3 separate regions of the Zea mays genome follow, and all the other regions are linked to region 1. A link is a contact called in public Hi-C data. All regions are on one chromosome and are shown on one strand. Each heading gives the region's core, a stretch centred on a gene start, on an enhancer-like site or on the middle of the called end of the contact. The rest is flanking DNA. Distances are from core to core; before and after follow the strand shown. Region 1 holds the start of LOC542052 (proton-exporting ATPase 4). Region 2 holds the start of LOC103642136 (auxin-responsive protein IAA33). Region 3 holds the start of LOC100275576.

Region 1 (3,021 bases), core at 215-2,714:
GGGCCCACGGCGTCAGCGTGACTGCCCGCTAGAGTTAGCGGTTGGAACGTGACAAGGAAGAGCCGGAAGGACAGGGCGGTGTACGGGGGGGGGCAATGATTGCCGGCCCGGCAGTACGGCCGTCCGATCTCGATCAGAGAGGGCGCTGGCGCAGGGCACTGCCGCTCGCTCCGCACCCTCCGTGGCCCCACCCATGTGTGTGAGTGTGACCCCGCAAGCACGGGCGCGCGCGTGTGTGAACCGGCCGAATTGGACGGAACAAAACAGATGAGCAGGGCAGCGGGAAGGGGGCCACCCGTCATACTCAGGTGGCATAGTGCTCCACTTGGTCAACAGGGATTAATAATTGAAACGGGTTCCCTATTTTCCTCCCTCTGATCTCAGCAGCATGATCGCTGTCGATCTGCGTGCCCACCCCCCGCGCTGGCCAAAGGGACTGCACAAATTCGGATATTTTTTTGGGGGCCTCTCGTTAGGCATAGTTTCGTCGAACCATCGACGCTTGGACAGATCGATGCGGCAAAAAAACGTACGGAGACGGCGTATAGTGGATTTTGCTCCGTGGTCAAATCCGGGCAACGTATTAAATACGGCAGATCGAATCGATCCAGAGGGTGGGTGTTTCGCTCCGAGCTAGAAGGCAAAGCTGTACGCATTCAATCAAACAGCTCACATGAGCAAGAGCAGAGCAAGACACGGGAGGAACATGACCCACGGCCGGCCAGGTGTTGCCGGCCCTCTCCCCCCTTGTCCGAAAAGCTGCTAGAGAGATTGGTTGAGCGCGTAAAAGGCAGCTAGCGATGCGACCCCATCCATCGTCCATGCGGAGAAAATGGAAACAAACTAAGGCATAAAATCTTTTCGCATGAACAGGATTCCCTTCCTGCATGCTCCTCCTGCGTGTGAAATTGCTTTCAGAAGAGTTCAGACTCTGGACCACTTTTTTCTCTCTCGGTTTTTTTTTTTCCTTCCTCCTCCAGGACCAGCAAGAGCAGAGGAACAGAACAGGAAGTCAAAGGGCCGGGGCAAAAGCAAAACTGGCCGCCGTTACATAGTTCATCGTTGCCTCCAGGCTCTGAGGCTCCAGCAGAGTCAGCGCGTGCGTACGTATACTAGTGGTACTACTACTACTAGTACTACTGGCACAAGTATGGCAGTCTGAATTAAAAGGCGCGATCGAGCAAAAAAAAAAATAAAGCGAGGCAGTGGTAGCGGCAATTTCCTCACCAGATCGACGGCTTCATTCTTGATCTCCTCGAGCCCACCCATGGCGGTCGGCCGGCGCTGGAGCGGACCCTAGAAGCCAAGCCCGGCGGCAGACACGGGCATATGCCACGCGAACGCCGACTCGCTTCTCTTCTCGTGTGAGAAGGGAAGGGAAAGGGGCAAGCAAGCAAAGTAGTGGTGGTGGTGGAGTAGTAGCGCTTGCTGGGCGTCGAGTGGAACGGGAGGAGATGGGGGCGGACCTATATAGCGCCGCGCCGCTCCGCTTTGTACCCGCAGGCCGAGCCACCACCACCATCCCTAGCAGCCCTACGCCCCTACCACGACCCCCACAAGGGCCCACGGGGCCTGTCTCTTTTCGCGTGCCCCCCCGTCGAGTATTAGGTCGGCCCGCTGGCAGCCGGTGGGGTCTGGCCTGCGCGGTTGCGCCGGGCAGCCTCCGCACCCGGGCGTGGCCCCGCGCGTCAGCCACGTTCGGGTCGAGCGGTCACGGGTGGAGGTGGACCGTGGTGACATCCATTACACTTCCACCCCCCGGCTTCGGCTTCGAACGGAACAGAAGCCGCGCGTGTCAGGCACTGCGTGGTGGGCCCGCACCGTCACAGGGTAACGGCACGGGCTTTGGCTTCGGGCCGGGCTCGGTGAATTTGCGAGCCCCGATCCGTGCCGTGCGTGCCATCTCCTGTCGGGACGCGGAGATTCTTTGGCGGCATGAATTCGAACTATTCCACGTCCCAGCGAATGCAGGCGTCGTATCGGACCGCACGCAACCTCTATACAATACCGTACCAGTTTGGAGCTTCAAACAGGCAACCGGTCTCTTTGTAAGGGCTTGTTTGGTTAGCTGTCAATACATATAAATTAAGTGAATTCTTTTTTAATATTTTCTAATTCTATTTAATTAATGGATAACGGGGTTAACCGAACAAATGTAAGTTGGCACGGATCCTTCGGTCTCTTCCCGTTCTCGCTAACAAGGCCTGCCCTGCATTGGCAGATGGCGCAGACAGCAGCCGCGCGTTCCTTCCGTTGGCCGCACGCACGGCCACAAAGGAGCAGTTGCAGTTGAACGGCTATTCAGAAATCAGAAAGGGAAGAGACGACTGACTAAAAAAACAGGGAATTCTGTCTCAGGGATGCCGACGTGGCTCCTACCGGTCCGAGCCGCCTTCCACGGTTCCACCACTAGCCCTAGCTCGTCTGCGGCTTGGTCAGCGGACGGAGGGCCCAACGAGCTGATGCAGCTGCAAGTCTAGTCACTATATAAACACTAGAAAACAGTTCATACTAAAGGCAATCAAATAGGCCGAATAGTGACGCCTGACAGCAGCGCGAGTCCTGCTGCCGCTTCCGGTTTTCCAATTCATATCAACGCTAGCTAGATAGTTCTAAAACTAAATAAATGCCCATCGTGGAAGGTAAAAAAAAAAAGAGGCCCCTAAAAATACCCGTCAGTTCCAGATTTGAAGGGGAGTACCAAAAGCGTTCTGTCTCAAAGGGTCAAGGTTGACCCTTGCCATCTCTGCTACTACTGATTACTCTAAGGGGCCGTTGAATAAATTGGAATTTACTTATATAGTAGGTTATTTAGTTTACAATTTGATATTTCATCGCTTTCCTAAATTTAAATATAAGTCTATCTCAAGTTGTTACGGTGAGAGGGTCGTAATTGATTTTATGTATAACTAGTCCATATTTATACTCTGCAATTTATGGCACGTTGTTTACCGCACTTCTTTATAATATAAATGTAGCATATAAATGTCTTCATTATATGATCAACAGTAGTATAAAGAA
Region 2 (3,021 bases), core at 290-2,789, 230 kb after region 1:
ACGTCGTTGCCGTGTGACAGGGAGATCCCAACCGTCCTCGCCGGCAGGGCCGCGGCGCCGCCGATCGAGAGTGTCAGCCGTCGTCAGTGGCCGGACCACGTCGCGTCGTCGATCGATGGACTACTGCTACTGCATCGATGGATGAGTCCCGATCCATCGGTGATCGGTCCAATAATTCCAGCTGACCAGTCAGGCAGAGCCACAGAGGACATGATTGACGGCTCGCGGGGGTTGGAAGCCGACACGGTACGTGCGCCACACACTTGGATTGGATCACGACTTGACACGGAGCGCGCCCGGCGCTAGCTAGATCGAGAGCTATCACATACAGGATCATATCATTCGGTCATCAGCTCAGCTGATTCTGAATTGCTGCTGGTCATGACATAACCTTGTTCATTGCTTTGCGTACGTGCTTTAATTATAGGTCTTTAATTAACGACAACATGCATGGGGCCGGGTATAATATAATGGAGAGAGCTGAGTGAATGAATTGAAGAACACAACGATGGAGTAGACGACAGCTGCAGCTAGCGGCTAGCAGTAATAATTGCATGCGAGAGTCTAACAAAAGCTAGCCCGGCCCGGCCGGACGCCGGCGACTAGTTGCTGTGGTTGACATCTCCTCCTCCGCATTTCTTGGCGCGGCTTGACGACGACGTCGTCTTCTTGGCAGGGATGATCCGGATCCTTTTGGCGACGCGAACAAAATCGCTGCGATGCAATCATGCACACCATCGAGAGAGTAAATCGAGCTGTGTGTTTGAAACGACGGAAAACCAGTTTTAAGTTTGTGGTCACATCAGTAGTTAATAATTAAATTCTCTCTCACTTCCACTTGAGATCGCCGGCGAGGAGGAGGTCGTCCTCCATGTCCTCGTACGCGACGACGTGGCCCGGGACGGCATTGGCGAGGTCGAGGTCGAGGTCGTCCTCGCCGCGCTGCTGCTGCTGCTGCTGGTGGTGGTGGTTGTGGACGTCGGAGTCGTCGTCGTCGGAGTCGACGAACATGCGGCGGAGCGTGCCCGCCAGGCTGCGGTACCCCGTGTGGCGGTTGAGGTGGACGCGGTGGCAGATGCAGCGCCCGTCCAGGACCACGGTGACGGGCGGGACCACGGCCGCGGCCGCGTCGTCGGCGTCCTGCACCGACAGCGTCAGGCGCTGCGGCCCAGCGGGCGGCCGCCGCCGCTTATTCGCGTGCTGCTCGAAGCTCGCGCCGCCGCTGCTCATCGTGGTGGAGGAAGGGGGGACTTGAGTTGACCTCGTCGGATGGCGTATCTATCTGTAGTGGCTGCGGTGTGGACGGAGGAAGGAATGAGGATGGGGAAGTGATGAGAGCGCTTTCCTCTCCCGATGGCTAGCCGTGTTTTGTTAGGGTTGCAAGCCTGCTGCTGCTGGGGGTGGTGAGGATGGATTTATAGGAGGTGGGCCGGGTTAACATGTTGCTGAACATGTTCACAACTGAATCCGACGAATAGCCACGTACCCAACGGGCCGGATGGAACTGACCTGTCAGTAAGCAGCACACAAACAAGGGCGGGCGGGGGCGGGTGTTGCTTGCAAGTGAGAAAAAGGAGGACGCAGCTAGCTAGCTAGCGATCGATCGGTGCACACACACGCACTCCGATGGGAGTATATATACTAGTAGTACGTAGTAAACAAAGCCGGATCGTCGGCGGCGACCCGCTCTGTCTCTGTGCTGTGCATGGGAAATGGATGGATGGCCTGGGCGCGCGTTTTCCTGGGGATGATGGAGAGAGAGACAGAGAGCGAGCGCACTGCGCATGGCATGCATGCGTGCGTGCCGGTTGACACGACCGGCCGGGGGTTTTGCTCGTTCGTTCTCGGCTCGTCGTCCTCTCCTCTTCACCGCACCGGGACGGTCGTCGCGTGCTGGTCGTGCCCCACGCCATGGGCGCGCGCGCACACGTACGGGATACACAGTAACGGTGCTGGAGCGGCACACGTACGACTGCACGACGAGACGATCGCAGCTTAGATCTCGTCTCTCCGTTAGCTCCAAATTTTAAGGTGCACGAGCACGACTACTTCTCCCCCCCGGCCGATCCGTGTACGTACGTGAGGTTGCGGTTCTACGGGGCATGTATTTCCGCGCATTGACGACGGTACAGCCCGCCAGGCCGCCGCATTGATCAAGAGTTTCAAGACTCGTTCGTACGTACTCATATTGTGACAGAACAGCGTCGATCGTGTGTATATATAGTCGATCGATCGCCATTCTGTACACAACAAACACCCGTCGCAGGACTGAAATACATGCCATGCCATGCCACGACCGTACCGGCTGCGTGCATATATAGTATAATTCTCGTGAAATGGCACAGTAACTACTACGCGCTACGTATAGCTACTGTTAGTATCAGTAGTTGTATAGTTTTCTGCATCGTCATGCCATGCATGGGGATCCATGCGCAGCTGCGACGGCCGAAGCAACAGCACAACGAAAGTGTCCTTCGTACGCGTGCGTGCGCCCGCCCGGCCGGCCCGCCTGTTTTTCTAGACCGATGATTTCGGCCGGCGTGCGCACATGCACGCTCGCCCTGCCACTACCACACTATCACTATACTGGCGGCATGCATGTACTACTCCGGTCCTATACAGCTAGCTAGCTAGCTAGCTGCTCTCCAAAGTCACCTGCTAGCTGCTTCTTTCCCAGGAACTTGTTTTTATCTTTCCTAGATTAGACAGCAGTGCACGAGGGCGGGCGGGCGCCGAGGAGCGCAGGCCGCGCCACGCACGCCGGGGACGGTCGGGTCGGCTCTGCTCTGCTCTGCTGCCTGCGCGCGACGACCTGTCCGCCGCACGTGCGCCGGTTGCGTGCGTCGCTCGCCTGTCTGCCAGCTGCTGCCCGACGGCTTCGGCCTTCGGGAGTGGACGACGACTGGACGCGGGCGCCGCGCTGCGGTTCACGGACTGGGCGACTCCTGTGCTATGCTAGTTGCCGCAAATATTTTTTATGGGATACATGCCATGCAATGCACGCCGACGGCTGCCCGACGC
Region 3 (3,021 bases), core at 235-2,734, 150 kb before region 1:
ACAATTAGTGGAGGTGGAAATTTCCTTGCACCACCCACACTTGCTGAACAAAATGGAATTCCCAGTGGAGCTCGTACAGGACTTCTCAATATTTCTGCAGACTGTTCTGCAGTGCTGCTCATGCTTCTTCTCTGTACAGGCAAATTATTGGGTGGCAACTGTTCCACACGCGGATGCTTTGCCACTGGCTCTACAGGTTCGCATTGTTGAAAACGCAATCTCTTCAACTCAAGTTGATTTAGTGTACCATTCTCCAGAGATCCAGAAGCATCGTGAGTAACTTGGTTGTGATTGGCAGCAGCCACCCTACAATTTGGACCCGTGTTATTTGTACTGTCTTTTAAAGTATGATCCTGTGCTCTGGCCACAGGCCTCAATCTCTGAATCTGTAACAACCTGGCATCACCATTGCAAGCATTCAACACTTCAGCAGCCTGATAAGCCTTCTTTACTGATGCTCCTACAGGTCTCCCTGCATCCAGTGGAGGTGGCGGGCACTTTCCCTGGTAGGCATTGTAGAGAATTGCACGGATTAGCCGGTTGTGCAGTTGAAGGTTCTCCCGCCCCAGGGTATGCAGGCACAGCTTTTCAAAGTCTTGCCTGCCGAGCCTCTCTGATAAGTAGCCATTCAAGTAGCCAAAATATCGCCGCGAGCGATCCGGACCAAGCTGCTTCTCCATCTGAGCTTTGAGCTCCCTGAGATCAATACGGCCATTCTGCTGTTGCTGCTGCGGTTGGGGAGCTGATGGCTGCTGCCGCGGTGCAGCCACTGGCCATGCCTCCTCCCTTACTGTGTCCATGCAGTTACCACCGCAGCAAACCCCAATATCAGACCCGGAGTAGAGAAACCAATGAATTGGGGATAGCACGCCGCACCCAGCTAGGATCAAACCATTAGGGCTTGCGCCGCTTCCTGCAGAGAGCGAGCCCGTACCCCAATTCCCAGCTCGCCGGCCATGGAGGGGATCTCATCACCGCTGGCGCCGCACCAACCGCCGCGAGATCCCAGGGAGCGGCGCGGCAGGCCCGAATCAAGCATAGAGGCCGCGGGCCTGGCGAGCCAATTGGATTACCCACCCAAACCCTAGAGCAATGGGGGCATGATCCTCGGCCCCAGGCGAGCTCGTACCTGCTGGATCTCCGGCGAGGGAGACGACGCGCCCGGTGCAACCGAATCGAATCCGAGAAACAGCAGGAATTGAGCTGACCTCCGAGAGGGGAGCAATTGGGGTTGGCGGGCGGGAGCGGGACGGGGACCAGCCGAAGACGAATTGCCCTCGCTGCTCACCGGCGGGCGGGCGGGCGGGCGGCTCTCTCGGCGGCGTTGCTCGGGCGCGTGGCGAGGCGGCTGCCTGCTGCTGCAGCTTCGTGTGGGTTGGGAACTTGGGATGGGCTCGCTCGTGTCTGCTTCGCTCCTTGCTTCTTCGTGTTCGTCTCAGGCTTGGGCTCTCCCTGTTTTCTTTTTTTCCTTTTTCCTCTTCGAGGGTTTTTTTCTCGGCCGTTGAATCGGATTTGATCGCGCAGGAGTGCCCGGAAGACAAGAGAAGCCCAGCAGAGCGAAAGATCTGCTCCGCGTCAGCCAAAGAGGAGGGCTTTTGGCTTCCTGGCCTGTCTCTTCTCTCCTTTCATTGCTATACTTGCTACTAGCAAACATGTTGGTATATTGTACTAACAAACAAACAACATGTAAAAGTTAACCTAATCTTGTTAGATTTAATTAGACTTTACACAATCTTATTTAGTTAAATCAAAGAATAAATAACTTTTTTTGTTGTAACAAAGGATTGATCTCTCTCAGAAAATTGACTAGAGATAAGGGGTGTTTCATGTTTGGCATGGCTCCAGCTCTAACCTAGAGTAGAAATTTTCTATCCAAACACCTCAACTATACAGAAAAAAACTTCATAGAGTTTTTAAAATCGTATTAAAAAAATTAGAGTACCTCCTTTCCGGTGGCAGACCCAGAAATTGGCCAAGACCCGAGTCAAAGCGATACTAAACCCCCAACAACATTAGCATATAAATAAAAAGTGTACAATGAAAAGACATCTTCATAGATGTTAGAGATGACATACAAGTTACAACGTGGCTCCTTCCAAACGCATCATGTCAATCAATGGTAGTGCTTCTTGCTCCAAAACTTTGAAGGAAACCACGTTAAAACGCAACTTGAAAGATAATGTTAAATAAATTCAACAATGCTAGTAATTAGTACATACCACTAGTACGGGGTAGATTCACCTTGCGGGTTCTAATGCCCTGAAAATGACCAAATATCTTTACATCTTCAATGCTTGCACAGTAGACACGTCGGGTGTTAGAGCTAGAGAGAAAAATGATTGAATGTTCTAGGTCTCTTAGGTGATACTAATCACCAAAAATAACAAGGACTAGACAATCACTTGACCAAATCAAGTCTAATGAAGGTGGTCGTTGCACATAAGTCAGTCTATGCACTAATGAGGTCACTAATTATGTGATTATTAACTCTTAAATCTCCTTGCTATGCAAAAGATCCTCCACACTCTCAAGTAGATGCTTCGTCTATTGAAAGGGCAAGACACCTCAATAGACTAAGTTGGGGTATAAATAGCCCTGAAGGGGTGAATTAGTTGTTACATCCCCAATCAACATAGTTGGGGGCACCAAACATGTCCGGTGCTCACAAACCCATTGCATCGAACACAACGATTCCTTCATAGTTATTATAAGTGGCATCCGATGCGCATACTAGTGCCACACCGAACACATTCGATGAGTATAGTCCCAAGATACACAATCACATACATCTATGAGCACACCAGGCACATAAGATAAGTACTTGGCCTATTAGGCACAATTTACATGCTTCATGAATACCCTATCTAATGCTCTATCAGGTGGTACATTGGACATTTCTGGTGACTATAAACTGTCTGAGACCACTTCTAAAACTCCTCGAGTGCCATGTCGGTGCATCTCATTGAGTACACATTGGACACGCAAGTGTAACTCTCATAAACTATATGGCACACTCCTATT

Evidence for each region. A called contact is a pair of places that touch in the nucleus more often than the background predicts.
Region 2: a contact with region 1 is called in a Hi-C map of leaf, with 9 times the contacts expected there. The contact joins the promoter of LOC103642136 here to the promoter of LOC542052 in region 1. A contact is called at or near these places in 2 of 25 Hi-C or Micro-C datasets (leaf and tassel).
Region 3: a Hi-C map of tassel shows a contact between it and region 1, with 4 times the contacts expected there. The contact joins the promoter of LOC100275576 here to the promoter of LOC542052 in region 1. A contact is called at or near these places in 4 of 25 Hi-C or Micro-C datasets (ear, leaf, tassel and 1 more).

What each region holds. Positions count from the first base shown.
Region 1 is chr10:148,408,399-148,411,419 of Zm-B73-REFERENCE-NAM-5.0, reverse strand. LOC542052 (proton-exporting ATPase 4) reads right to left here and starts at 1,464. Exons shown (of 13, transcript NM_001305848.1): 1 at 1,228-1,464. The coding sequence starts at 1,269.
Region 2 is chr10:148,175,286-148,178,306 of Zm-B73-REFERENCE-NAM-5.0, reverse strand. LOC103642136 (auxin-responsive protein IAA33) reads right to left here and starts at 1,539. Exons shown (of 2, transcript XM_008665444.4): 1 at 833-1,539; 2 at 382-755. The coding sequence starts at 1,230. The coding sequence ends at 575.
Region 3 is chr10:148,559,662-148,562,682 of Zm-B73-REFERENCE-NAM-5.0, reverse strand. It overlaps LOC100275576, which reads right to left and starts at 1,484. Exons shown (of 1, transcript NM_001149627.2): 1 at 1-1,484. The coding sequence starts at 800.